Linked DNA regions of Pan troglodytes: region 1 is linked to region 2. A link is a contact called in public Hi-C data. All regions are on one chromosome and are shown on one strand. The core of a region is the stretch at or near the end of the contact, and the rest is flanking DNA. Distances in the headings are between cores, read along the strand shown.

Region 1 (5,677 bases), core at 261-2,760, 210 kb after region 2:
ATACTTTCACAGTGCTCAGTGCAATGCCTACCTGCGCTCTTAGATTAGCTATTATTTACAAAGCACCTACCGCGATGTTCACTCTTCAAGTTTTATCTTATTTCCATATGAGAAAACGGGTTCAGTGAGATTGTTGTCCTACTAATTGGTCAAGTAGATAATGGACTTCAGGTCTGACTTCAAAGTAATGGTCTCCTATTATTCCAAAGTATCTCTCCAATATTTCCCACTGTGCACTGTAATTCTCTCCAAAAGGGCGAGAGCAATTAACTGGGCCCTCTGTTGCGTCTATATCCCCACGTGTGGTGCTTGACACTTGCTCAGTGTTTGCTCATTACAGGAAGACATGACAGGTGTGAACTAAGCAGAAGGAAACGGACTATGTCCCAAGCAGGTGCTCAATGAAGCCTTACTGAATGAATGTGTAAAGGAGATACTTTCTACCTTTTGGAATGCGTATATTCATGTTGTGCCAACTAATATCTAACAATAAACATGTTGTGGGTTCGAAATGCTCATCTGTAGGAATTCAAGTTCTCTACATTTGCATCTCCCCTTCAGCAGCATTCCCGACTGATGAGGATCGTGTCCACTGAAAGGCCACTCTCCTTATGGACAGTCGAGGGCTGAGTTTTTGTCCCTAACACCTCTGCACTTTCTCCTCTCCAGCTTTACACCTTCCTTATTCTACTAGGGCCTGAGCTGAGAAGATCGAAACTCACGGCAAGTCCCTAATATTTTCTAACTTCTGGCACATGTGAAGCCCTGGTGTTAAGAAACAGACTTAATTCTTCCCTGCACCGCTGTAGCCTCATTCAGGTCTCCTCTCATCCTGTCGGTCATAAGCTTCACCGGCTCCCTCACAGCTTGCCCTGACGCGCAGAGATCCGTGCTTGTGCTAAGTGAAAACGCTTCTTGTACGAAAGCGAGCGGTGGCCCCGTAAAACTTTTTTTTCCGACTCCAACATACCCTCCCTTGAAACTGAAAAAAGCCAAATCCCGTTCACTCTATAGCAGGCCCCTTCCGATCAACGGTCCTCCAACCCCTCGAGCCTGAGAAGCCTGGCCCGCAAGCGCGGACCAAAGGCAGTCTGCCGGGGTAGGTGGGAGCGCGGGCGACGGAGGAGGCCAAAGTCTCCGGTTACCCCTCGCGCCCCTCACAGCCCGTGGCTTCATTCCCTCTCTTGCTGGTCCCTTACAGGGGTCGGATCAGCAGCTGGTCGCTCTCCTCAGCAGGAATCGCAGACATCCCGAAAGTGTGAGGGCGAAGCGGGAGTGAGGAACAGGTCGCCGGGGTCTTCCTAAATTGGAAGCACAGCCACCGGTAAATAAAGAAGGAAGAACCCCATTCACCAAGAGCACAACTTCCGTCACTCCGGAGCCCGCGGCACTAGACTCCTCCCCTCGACTTCCGGTCGGGGGACGCCGCTCGCGAGCCTTCCCACCACTTGGGGTCCTGGAACCGGGGGCGGCACGTCAGGACTGCGCCTGCGCATAGTCTTGGAGGCGCGGCCCGGCGGACGTGGGCAGGAGGGCTGGAAAAACCGGCGCTGGAGCGGGAACGGGAGTAGCTGCCTGGGCGCCGAAGGCCGCGGCACTCCCACGCGGACCCCGAAGTCCGCAACCCGGGGATGGGCCCGCGGCTGCGAGGTGAGCGCCCAGCCCTCGTCCCGCTTGGGGCCGAGCTCGCGGAGGCCTGACGGGAACACGGCCCCGAGAGCGGTGCGGACGGCCAGGAAGGATGGGTGGGGCCGCGGGGCGGGCGGAGGAGGGATGCCTGGGCTCGGGCTTGGTTCCGGGCGGGGCCGCGCTCCCGGGGCGCGGGTGGAGGAGCTTGGAACCGCAGATCGGGCGTGGGCTTGCGGACTGCAGCTTCCCGAGCCGCTGTCGCCCCGGAGGGGCGGCAAGGCGGGCGGCGCGGGCCGTTTCCTTGCCTCTTCCTCTGCCCCGCTTCGGCCGCCTCCCGCCTCTCAGGGTCGGGGTTGTCTGTCCCCTTCGCTGTCACATCCTCCGCACCCAGCGCTTGGAAGGTGCTCCATCACGGTGACAGACAGGTGCCAAGCAGGCTGGCGTCTGGGAGGAACTTCAGAGCCGGCTCTCCCTAGGCCCCGAGCTTGGCCGCATCCGTCCTTACTCTGGTGACCCTGGGCAGGTCACTGACTCTTCGGGCGCTTTGGCATCCTCGTTTGAAAGGGGCTGTTATCCTGCAGCCTTGCTGGTCGGTGAGGGTGAGGGTGAGAGGGATCTGTGCACCTAGCACCGTGCATGGCACGTGGTAGGCGTTTGGTACATGGGAATTGCTGTTGGGGTGTCACCTCCCCAGAAAGTTCTCGGCTTCAGTAAGCGCGTCCCCTGCCAGGCGCCCTGGCAATGCAGAGGAGTCACCGAGCTCCGCCTTTGACCAGCGTGCAGCTGGGAGAGTGAGATCAGAGACCACAGCAGATCGTGGCGCTGTGATCAGGGGGTACACTCAAGCTGTGGGTCCCTTACCCCAGCCTTGAGATCCCAGGAAGGCCTGCAGCCTGAAACGGGCCTTGAAAGGTAAGAAGTAGCCAAGTGCCTGAAAGGTGAAGGACGTCCCGGGCGGTGCAAAGCAGGGGCGCGTGGAGCATCGCGCTGAGAACCAGGAGCAGCTTTGCCTTGCTGAGATCAATGAACTGTGCCCGGGTTGTGGAGGATGGAAGTGGAAAGGTGATTAGGAGCTGGGTCCTGGAGGACCTGGGGTGTCGTGCTGAAGAACGTTGACTTTGGTCTCTGACTTTGGAGAACCAGTGAAAGATTTTCAGCAGGCTAGTGGCATTAGATTCATGTTTGAAAGAAATCATTTTAATCGTTTTGGCTGCAGTGTGGGGGTAGATTTAAAGTGTTAGGGAATCCAGTAGGACAAGGTCCCTTATCCACGAAATATCCTTGGGTTTGTGAATTCCTTAAATTCATGCCAAACTTTGTATGGATGTGCATTTTTATAGGGTGAGGATCCATCACATTCATCAGATTCTAAAAACATAGTGTCTGTGCCCATGGTCTAGGATGACGGGGGCCCTGGTGGAGAGCTGGCTCAGAGAGCTCTTCAGGTGGGGTATACAGTGGGTCTTGGTGCCAGATTGGATGTGGGGCCTGAAGGACAGCAAGGAATTCATGATTTTCTGGCTTCCTCCAGCAATAATAGAATCTCCTGACAGGGAGAGGAGAGGAGCAGATCTGGAGGGGAGGATGATGGGTTCAGCTTGAGACATCTTTGCATTTGATGAGCCTGCGGAGCATCCAATCGCCAATCAGGATCATTGGCCTCATTTTGATGCATGAATAATTTTTTTTTTTTTTTTTTTTTTTGAGACGGAGTCTCGCTCTTTCGTCCAGGCTGGAGTGCAGTGGCGCGATCTCGGCTCACTGCAAGCTCCGCCTCCCGGGTTCACGCCATTCTCCTGCCTCAGGCTCCTGAGTAGCCGGGACTACAGGCGCCCGCCACCACGCACAGCCAATTTTTTGTATTTTTAGTAGAGACGGGGTTTCACCATGTTAGCCAGGATGGTCTCGATCTCCTGACCTCGTGATACGCCCGACTCGGCCTCCCAAAGTGCTGGGATTACAGGCGTGAGCCACCCATGAATAATTTTGAGGCAAGAATGATTTGCTTGAGAACATGCATCAAAATTGCAGCAGATATCAAAGACTTTAATAAATGCTGCTTTTTCCTAAGCCGCTGGGTTGATGATGAAAAGAAAGCCTTAAGGAGTTGCTAAGGCATTGTCGTGTCATGATTTTCATATCAAGGGATCTGAGGAGACACTTCAGGATTCCACTGACAGTAGAATCACATTTTGTTTTTAAAATAAGTTTTGATTTAAAATTCAAATCATATTTAAAATTGTTACCTATATATAAATATGATTTATATATACTTAAGTATCTGATGTTTAAATATGTTACACATCAACATTTTAACCCGTGAGCGCCATTAACATGGCACTTTATGCTGCTATGTTAACCTAGTTTCGTGCAGGCCTTGGAATAAGGCTCTCCTGCCATCTCTCACTGACAAGTGTCCTGTGCTGGTAAGGTTCCCCTTTGCAGCAATCACCCGCAGTCTTCTTCCAACACATCTCTCTCTTTTTACCCTTATCCAATGGAGTTAGTTCGCTATCTGGCAGCCAGGGTCATCGTTTAAAAAACAGAAGACACCTGATTGTGTCGCTAAACTGCTTTTTAAAAGCCTCCATTCCAGAAGATCACAGCAGATAAGCACAAAATAAATAAAAAGCCTTCAGAGTATTCCTCAAACTAAAGTCCACTGTTATCGCGGCCTGCCTGGCCTTCTGTGGCACTTTGGGCCCATTGCTGTCCTCCTGCTCCCGGACAGCCTTGACTGTTCCCTCGGGCCCCTCTCCACCCGCACGGCATTGCCTCCAGGCTATTTATGGCTGCCCTCACTTCTTTCAGAAAAAGAGCTACAGCATCTTTTTCTGAAATACCCACCCCTTCCTTCCATTAGTCTGTGTCTCCTCAACTTGTGTTAGTTTTCCTCATAGCAGTGGTTTCCTAATAATATGTTTTATGTGTGTTTTTCTTGTTGGTCTGTCTACTCTCGCTAAGAACGGGCTCCCTGAGGTCAGGGGCTCTGTTTGGTTCACTGATGCATCCCCGACACCTGGTAGGTGCTCACTGACTATCCAGGAATGAATGAATAAATCAGATTTTCCTGGTACCCCACAAATAAAGCAAAAATATAGAAATAAATTGGATGATGAGGCTGATTAAAAAGCTTGGGCTCAGGGGTCAGACTTGGGCAAGTGGCCTAACATCGTCCCCTAGTAAGTGGACTTAGAGTGGGGTCTCCAAATACGGAGAATCTTTGGGTTGCAGCAGGAGCTTTCACTGACTGCTGCGTGAGTTGCTCGTTCTTTTTCCTTCATCAGGTGCGTAGTTTCTCTGAAAAGCATCACCCAGGTCAGAATGAAAGGAAACTCTCTGTGCAGACCGCTGTATGTGGGACCTTTGAAGACAGTCAAATAGTGTTCAGTTCTATAGTGAGCAGATTTTCTTGTTCTCTCTGGAGAATACAGTTTTTGGTAAAAAATTGATCAGGTTATCTTATTCATAAATCATCTTGAGAGGCAGGTCACAGTTCCCTCATCTGTAAAAGGCAGATTACAGCCCACCTTCTGTGAGCCCCTTGAGGGAGAGCTTAGAGCCCTGCAGAGTGTGTGGCATATGGTATGCCCTTAAAAAGCATCAGTAGAGCAAATGGATATGTCACAAGGTTATCATGAGGCTATGACAGTAGAACTGTCCCGGGAGTTCTGTGAGCTGTGCAGCTTCATGTAGGTTAGTTAATTTGCCAAGTATAATATATGCTGTCCTTATGCAACTGGCAAGGATGAATCCTACATTTCCAAGGCATTTATTATTATTAATTTCAAAAAAAGAAATATGTAACACAGACTCTGGGAGGCAAGGTCATCTCCTTAACTACGCTTAATAGAGAGGGGAGGTGAGGTGCTGGCACCTGGGAATGTCTTTGTGTCAGCTTTTACTTAAAGGTATTTCAAAACTTCAAGAAAAATGCACATTTCTGAGAGGTGTGTATAACTTAGCCCTACCAAGTATAGAATGTGAAACTGAGAGGGTTACTGAATCTCAGTATCTCGACTGAAAAGCCAATGTGTCACAGTATATT
Region 2 (6,428 bases), core at 2,048-4,547:
GGGTGAAAAGTCCCACTCAGATGTTTGCTTGTCACTAAACTAGCTGCCATATGGCAGGAAAGGAAGAAGTTTCTGGTGATCCACTGGTCTGAGCAAATAAATCACTGAAACGATTTATGAGAGTGAGCTTAACCTGAAGGACTCATTCATTCTGAAATGTACATGGAATGTAGCCATTCTGTAGACCATTAACTGCACTAATTACAACAATGATTCAAGAGATAAGCTTTCACTAAACATTTAATAAAGTTCTAAGGCTCCTTGCAGCAGGATAGCATCCTGCCAGCGCCGTACCCCACCTCCAAGCAGAGGGAAAGAAGGAAAAAAGAAAACACTACTTATGGAACACTTGCTATATGCTCAGCATTTTCCTATGTGACAGCTCATCTAATCTCCAAACAACTCTTTGATGTAGTGATGATGATGATGATGATGATGATGATGATGATGATGATTTTTGAGACAGGGTCTCACTCTGTTGCCTAGGCTGGAGTGCAGTGGTGCAATCATGGCTCACGCCAGCCTCGACCTTCTGGCCTCAGGCGATCCTCCCATCTTCAGCCTCCCGGGTAGCTGGGACTACACGCATACGCCATCACACCCAGCTAATTTTTATATTTTTTGTAGAGACAGGTTTTTGACTTGTTGCCTACACTGGTCTGGAACTCTTGGGCTCAAGCAATCCACCCACCTCGACCTCCCAAAGTGTTGGGATTACAGACATGAGCCACTGTGCCCAGCTGGGATTGTTTTTATAGATTACAGGTAGAGGGAATTGAGTTTCAGAGAAGATCAAGGTATCCAAGGTCAAATCACATATAAATAGCAGGGCTGAATTTAGGGTCTTCTGGCTCCACGTTAATGTGCTCCTTTTTGTTCCAGGAGCTTCTTCATACCAGGTAACTTAGAAAAAATAATAAGAACTTCATAAATAAAGTAATAATTTCTCAGTACTCCCTTTGCTAGCTGTCTGTTCCCTGCACTTCTTCTCAGTATGTTGGATGTGATGCTTAACAGGTTTCATATTTACTAGGGTGCAGCTCCTAGAAGACAGAGGCTGGTCTGATCCGTCCTAGGATCTCTACAGCATCTAGCAGAGATCTGGGGAGACTTGGTGAGGCAGCCTCAGCAGTGGTTAAAAAGATGGGCTTTGGCACCCAAACTGCATGGGGTCCATATCCAAGGTTCTGCCGCTCTCTAGCTGTGTGGCCCTGTACGTCATGCTTGACCACCCTGTGCCTTAATTTCCTTGTCTGTGAAATAGAGATGGTGAGTATAATAACAGCTACTTTGTAGTTGCATTAAGCAGACTGGATAAGTTAATTCTTGCAAAAGACTTAAAATAGTGCTTGACATATGCAATCACTCAACACATATTAGCTCTTTCTGTGTCCAGGGACTTCAAGTTCCCAGAGCCTTGTTTCTCTCCAGCCCGAGTTCTTTCAGGCACAGAAGCCTTTAGCTATGTAGAGGGTCCTCTGAATCTTCCTAAAATGCAATTTTATACTGTGTTATTGGTTGGAAGCAGTTTTTACCCATGATTCCAGATGATTGCAACTAGATGAGTTGGTGTTCAATAAATATTTGATTGAATGAAAGCAGAAATTTCAGAGACTAAGGTACAGAAAGCAGCAAAAACTTGCCCAAGGTCACTGGGGGAGACCACAGCACAGCCTAGACTTTCTGACAAAGAATTTAGTGTGCTTGCTCCTTCTGGTAGTCCCTCTCTACCACAGAGGTTCCATCCCCTGACAATTTCCTCTCCTGGGTCTCTATCCCCCATCCACCTCCACTGGCTTCTCCCCTTGCCCGGGTTGCCTCTAATTTTGGTGAGCTTGAAATTCACTGGTCATACAGAAGGCATTTTATCTGACCTTCCACATGCAAATTCTTTCCATTGGGATTTCTCGGTGTCCAGCTCCACCCCAGCCCACAGGGCCATAAACACTCATGTGTCTGTAGCGGGGCCCCAGGGATTCCAGAAATAACAGCAGGGCCCTCCATTAGAAGGCTGGAACATAGTAAGGCATTTCTGCATTAAGACACAGGCCCTTTCCAATCCAGGCCGCTCCTGTCTGTCAAAGCACAAAGCAACCTTCACAAGTCAGGACAGGGAGGGGCAGTCAAGAGGGAGTCTGAATTTCTGGAAAGTCGGCACCTTCTCCTCCCATCTGTCTGCACTCTCAGATCTCCCATTCTAGAGATTCTCCGGATTTGCTCCAGTCTCCACTCAGAATGGGAAATTCTTTCTTGCCTGTGGCATTCTTGGGCCTTCTATGATCCATTCTCCTTAGACCTGCTGGAATCGGGATCATAGCAGCGTGAACCCAGAGGGCAATTCTCATCTTAAGATGGCACAGGGGCCACGCGCCAGACGGGCAGGGCAGCCACCCTACCTGGATGGAGTTAGGGAACTGGGGAAGTGCAAGGAGAGACAGGAGTGGTTTAAGAGGAAAGGGGGCTGCCAGGGATGACCCTGAATGGGAGGGGCCTGGGGGAATCTTTCTCACTTCAGCAGGGTGTTCCCCAGGAGGAGAAAATCAGAAATCAACATCCAGGGAGAGGATTTCAGCTTTTCAAGTGACCTCTCACAAATAATACCAGAAACAAAAGCGTGTGCACATGTGACAACGATGTGAAAAATGATGTATTTAGGTGCATAACCTGGAAAGCCTAAAAGATACATAAAAATTGCTTTTTTTTTTGCGGGGAGAGATGTTATGGGCAGGGTTTTTTTGGGGGGGGTGGGAAGGGGTAGTAATAGGTGTTTTCCTGCAAATTGTGCTTAATGTCATTTCTCATTTTAAAGAAAACCACAATACTTGGCATTGTCACAGAAACTCCCCTGGATCTTCTGGGACCTACCTTTTCACAAGGGAATTTTTTGTTTTAGGATGCCCATCTGAAAACTTGAATTTATCATGTAAATGCCATACTGAAGACACCGTCTCCAGAATCAATTCTTCTTTAATGGGGATGCGGTTTGCTTAATTCGGAGCCCTAATGGCAACGTCATTAAGGTCTGGGTTTAGTGTCTTGGGATCCAAACCTTTGTCACGGATAGAAAGGTGGAGGAAAGAAAGGCCCCCGTGCTCTAAAACAGCTGAATATGTCACCCTCCGAAGTCCAGCCTCGGCCAGAGCCCGTGAGATGCAATGCACCATCCGCAGCGGGAGACGCAGCCGCCGCCTAGGGGGTCGTGCGCGCCTCTGGGTCTCGTGCCGCACCCAGAAGTGCCGGGGTGGCGGGGAGGCTGAGGGGAGTTGGTAACGGCATCGCCATGGCAACAGTGACGTCCTTTTACCCTGGATCTAATTGGAGGAAACCCCGTGGCCGAAGCCGCAGCCTGCCGGCCAACCGAACTTCCCCGTGCCGACCCACCCTCCTAGCCTCCGCGTTCCCTCCCGCTCCGCCCCCCTCGCCCCCTTCCGCGCGCTCGGTCCTCATTGGCCAGCGGCGCGCTGGGGGCGGGACTCTCGGGACAAGCTCGGCGCATCATTGGGCGGTGGACCGCACCTCGGCCCCGGGGTAGGCTGACACGGGAGGGTCCTCAGCTAAAGCCAAAAGCAGATCAAAGTGGTGGGACTCGCGTCGCGGCCGCGGAGACGTGAAGGTGAGCGCCTGGGTCAGCCCGCGGGCTTCCTCCGGCCGCGCTCGGATTGAGGGCCGGGCGGAGGTGCCGCCCTTGAGAGCAGCCGGTTGTCGATGCCGCTCCCCTCAGGGACGGCTCCGGGCGGGAAGGTGCGGGGCCAACGGTCGCTTCCATCTTGGGCCGGCCGGGCGGGGGTGGCGGGAGCGGCCGCGGCTCGGGCTCCCTGCGCGCGGGGCCTCCGCGCCGCCCCCGCCTCCTCCAGCCGCGGGCCGCGGCCTCCCCGGGCGCCCAGCGGGGGAGGGGGCGGGGGAGAGGGAAATTCAAGCGGCCGCGTGTGCGGGAGACAAAAGCGGGCGGCGGGCCGCATTGTCTGACGGCGCTCCCTCCCTGCTTTTTGTTCTCGCCTCGCCGCCCCGCCCCTCCGCAGCTCTCGAGGCTCCTCCCGCTCCGGGTCGGCGCTCGCCCTCGCTCTCCTCGCCCTCCGCCCCGGCCCCGGCCCCGGCCCCGGCCCCGCGCCCGCCATGGAGAAGACTGAGCTGATCCAGAAGGCCAAGCTGGCCGAGCAGGCCGAGCGCTACGACGACATGGCCACCTGCATGAAGGCAGTGACCGAGCAGGGCGCCGAGCTGTCCAACGAGGAGCGCAACCTGCTCTCCGTGGCCTACAAGAACGTGGTCGGGGGCCGCAGGTCCGCCTGGAGGGTCATCTCTAGCATCGAGCAGAAGACCGACACCTCCGACAAGAAGTTGCAGCTGATTAAGGACTATCGGGAGAAAGTGGAGTCCGAGCTGAGATCCATCTGCACCACGGTGCTGGTGAGTCCTCGGCGCGGGGAGCAGGGGAGGCCTTTTGTGAGATGCTTTTCATTGAGAGTTTCGCGGGCACGGAAACAAACGTGAGCCGGGGCTTGCCGGACTGTCTGCTGGGGTGGAGGGTTTCAGGTGAGCCCTGACTTCCCTACTGTGTCCCTCCGGTTCTTGAGACTCAAGAAGCCGCTTTTCCAAGGATAAGTCCTTTTTTTCCCCCCCCAGATGCTGGGTAGCTACCAAACGATGGAACTTGGAAACATCCAAGTAGATCTCTGCGAGACTGAAAGGCGTTTTTAAGTTTCTTGTGCGGGGAGACTGCGTCCTGAGATCTGTGAGCCCTTTATATGTATTCAGTCGGTTCACAAGCTTCAGGCAGTTGAAAGAAGGCGCAGGCACCTTTTTGTTACAGACAATGTAGTAGGGATTTTTTCCCAAACCCAGTAATGGAAATTTACTTAGAAAATCTGAACAGATACTTTATTTTTCAAATAAGAGTATCTGTTGTGCCCCCCCCCCACCCCTCATAAACAGGAGAGGAGGGGAGTTCGGGAAATGTGAAAAGGACACAGCTGTGTCTGAAGAACACAATGTCCTGGTAAATTTCAACATTTAATAACATTTCCTTGCTGTTGCACACCTGTGCTTAAACACTAGTGTTGAAGTGAATTCGTTTCCAGTGTGGAGCAGACAAGGAAAGCTTTCCAGGTTTTGAACTGTCCAGTCTTAGCAAGGACGATTGTTGGGTGGAGTAGGTGGCTGCTGTGATTCACCCTTATTAGTGAGAGAGAACATTTTTAGCTTTGTCATTCCATGGATCTTTTGATCCGTAGGATAAGTTTTTAAAATTGAAATACCAGCATTATATCCAGGAGTGTTTTTAAATGTTTCAGTGCTGCAAAGAGTCATTTCTATGAATAAAATGGGAAATAATCTGATATGGTTTGCCTTTTAAGTGTCACTTTTACAAGAGGCCTACTTATTTTTGATGTGTTTGTGCACATCATATTTTAGGTGGGCTTTGATAGACAAGCATACTAGACTGGCGATTTTTCAAAAGGGAATGGAAGAAATAATTTCTCCCTGGCCTCCTCCCCCACCCCCACCCCCCAAGCCTTCTTTCTTCAACTCATCAGAATGGTGGGGCAGGAAATATGTTCCCCACCCCTTGTTTAAAAAAAAAAATCCACGAAACTTTTTTAACCTATATATTTTTCTAATACGATGACAGGCGATCCGGACAAAATCATGGCTGATGGAAATAACTGGTAAAGAGGCAAAGAAAGTAATGCAGACAGAGTGTGTACTAAAGTGGAGAAAACTTAAGATTATTTACTTTATGAAGTCAAAACTTCGTTGTATTCTTCCGTGTGCTCTTAGCTTCCAGTCCCTGCGTGGCATTGAAGAAGCACTTGTAAAAGCTTTTTGGACTGAATTGCTCGTATTAAAAAATTTTGCCAACTTGAAAGTAGTGGTAGACTTCAACTTGAGTAACATATGGTAATGGCTGTTAACAGCATTATCTGTTACCAGGGGAAGACTCCTAAGAATTCCATATGTTAAGGTTTTCTATGTATGTATTTTGGATACTCTTACAGCATATTTCATTTCTGTTCGGTTTATTACTTTTCAGTTAGTTACCTTGAAGCAATTCAGAATCACCGCGTGATTTTTCTTGTTCTTGAGCAAGGTGACTCTGAGCCAAAGGAATATTCGTTTTATTTTGTGGCTCTTATAAATTCTGCTTTTTATGATGGCATAAGTCGGGGAAGAGTTTTGCTTAGTTGATACGTAGCTTGAGAGAGAGACCAGGTGTTATTAGAATAGAACTTTCATACAGACCATTTCAATGGGGACAACCCCTGAATTTAGGACAGTCTCTTTTATATACTGAGAAGAAATAGAATAGTTTGATGAATCCGAGACACCAAGGCATAAATGAAATATTCATAAAATGGCTTAAGAGGCTAACTGGGGCTTGGTGGCCAACCTATAAAAAATATCCTGGGAAAGCACTTCTTCAAGTTGGC

The links. A called contact is a pair of places that touch in the nucleus more often than the background predicts.
Region 1: a Hi-C map of stem cell-derived neural progenitor cells shows a contact between it and region 2, with 5 times the contacts expected there. The contact joins the promoter of ITGB1BP1 here to the promoter of YWHAQ in region 2. A contact is called at or near these places in 1 of 7 Hi-C or Micro-C datasets (stem cell-derived neural progenitor cells) and 1 of 1 datasets of contacts at active chromatin or transcription factors (stem cell-derived excitatory neurons).

What each region holds. Positions count from the first base shown.
Region 1 is chr12:113,452,455-113,458,131 of NHGRI_mPanTro3-v2.0_pri, forward strand. It overlaps ITGB1BP1 (integrin subunit beta 1 binding protein 1), which reads left to right and starts at 1,511. Exons shown (of 6, transcript XM_063790130.1): 1 at 1,511-1,650. It overlaps CPSF3 (cleavage and polyadenylation specific factor 3), which reads right to left and starts at 1,367. Exons shown (of 18, transcript NM_001246367.1): 1 at 1,200-1,367. The coding sequence starts at 1,249.
Region 2 is chr12:113,243,865-113,250,292 of NHGRI_mPanTro3-v2.0_pri, forward strand. It overlaps YWHAQ (tyrosine 3-monooxygenase/tryptophan 5-monooxygenase activation protein theta), which reads left to right and starts at 3,298. Exons shown (of 6, transcript XM_003308878.6): 1 at 3,298-3,613; 2 at 4,020-4,407. The coding sequence starts at 4,114.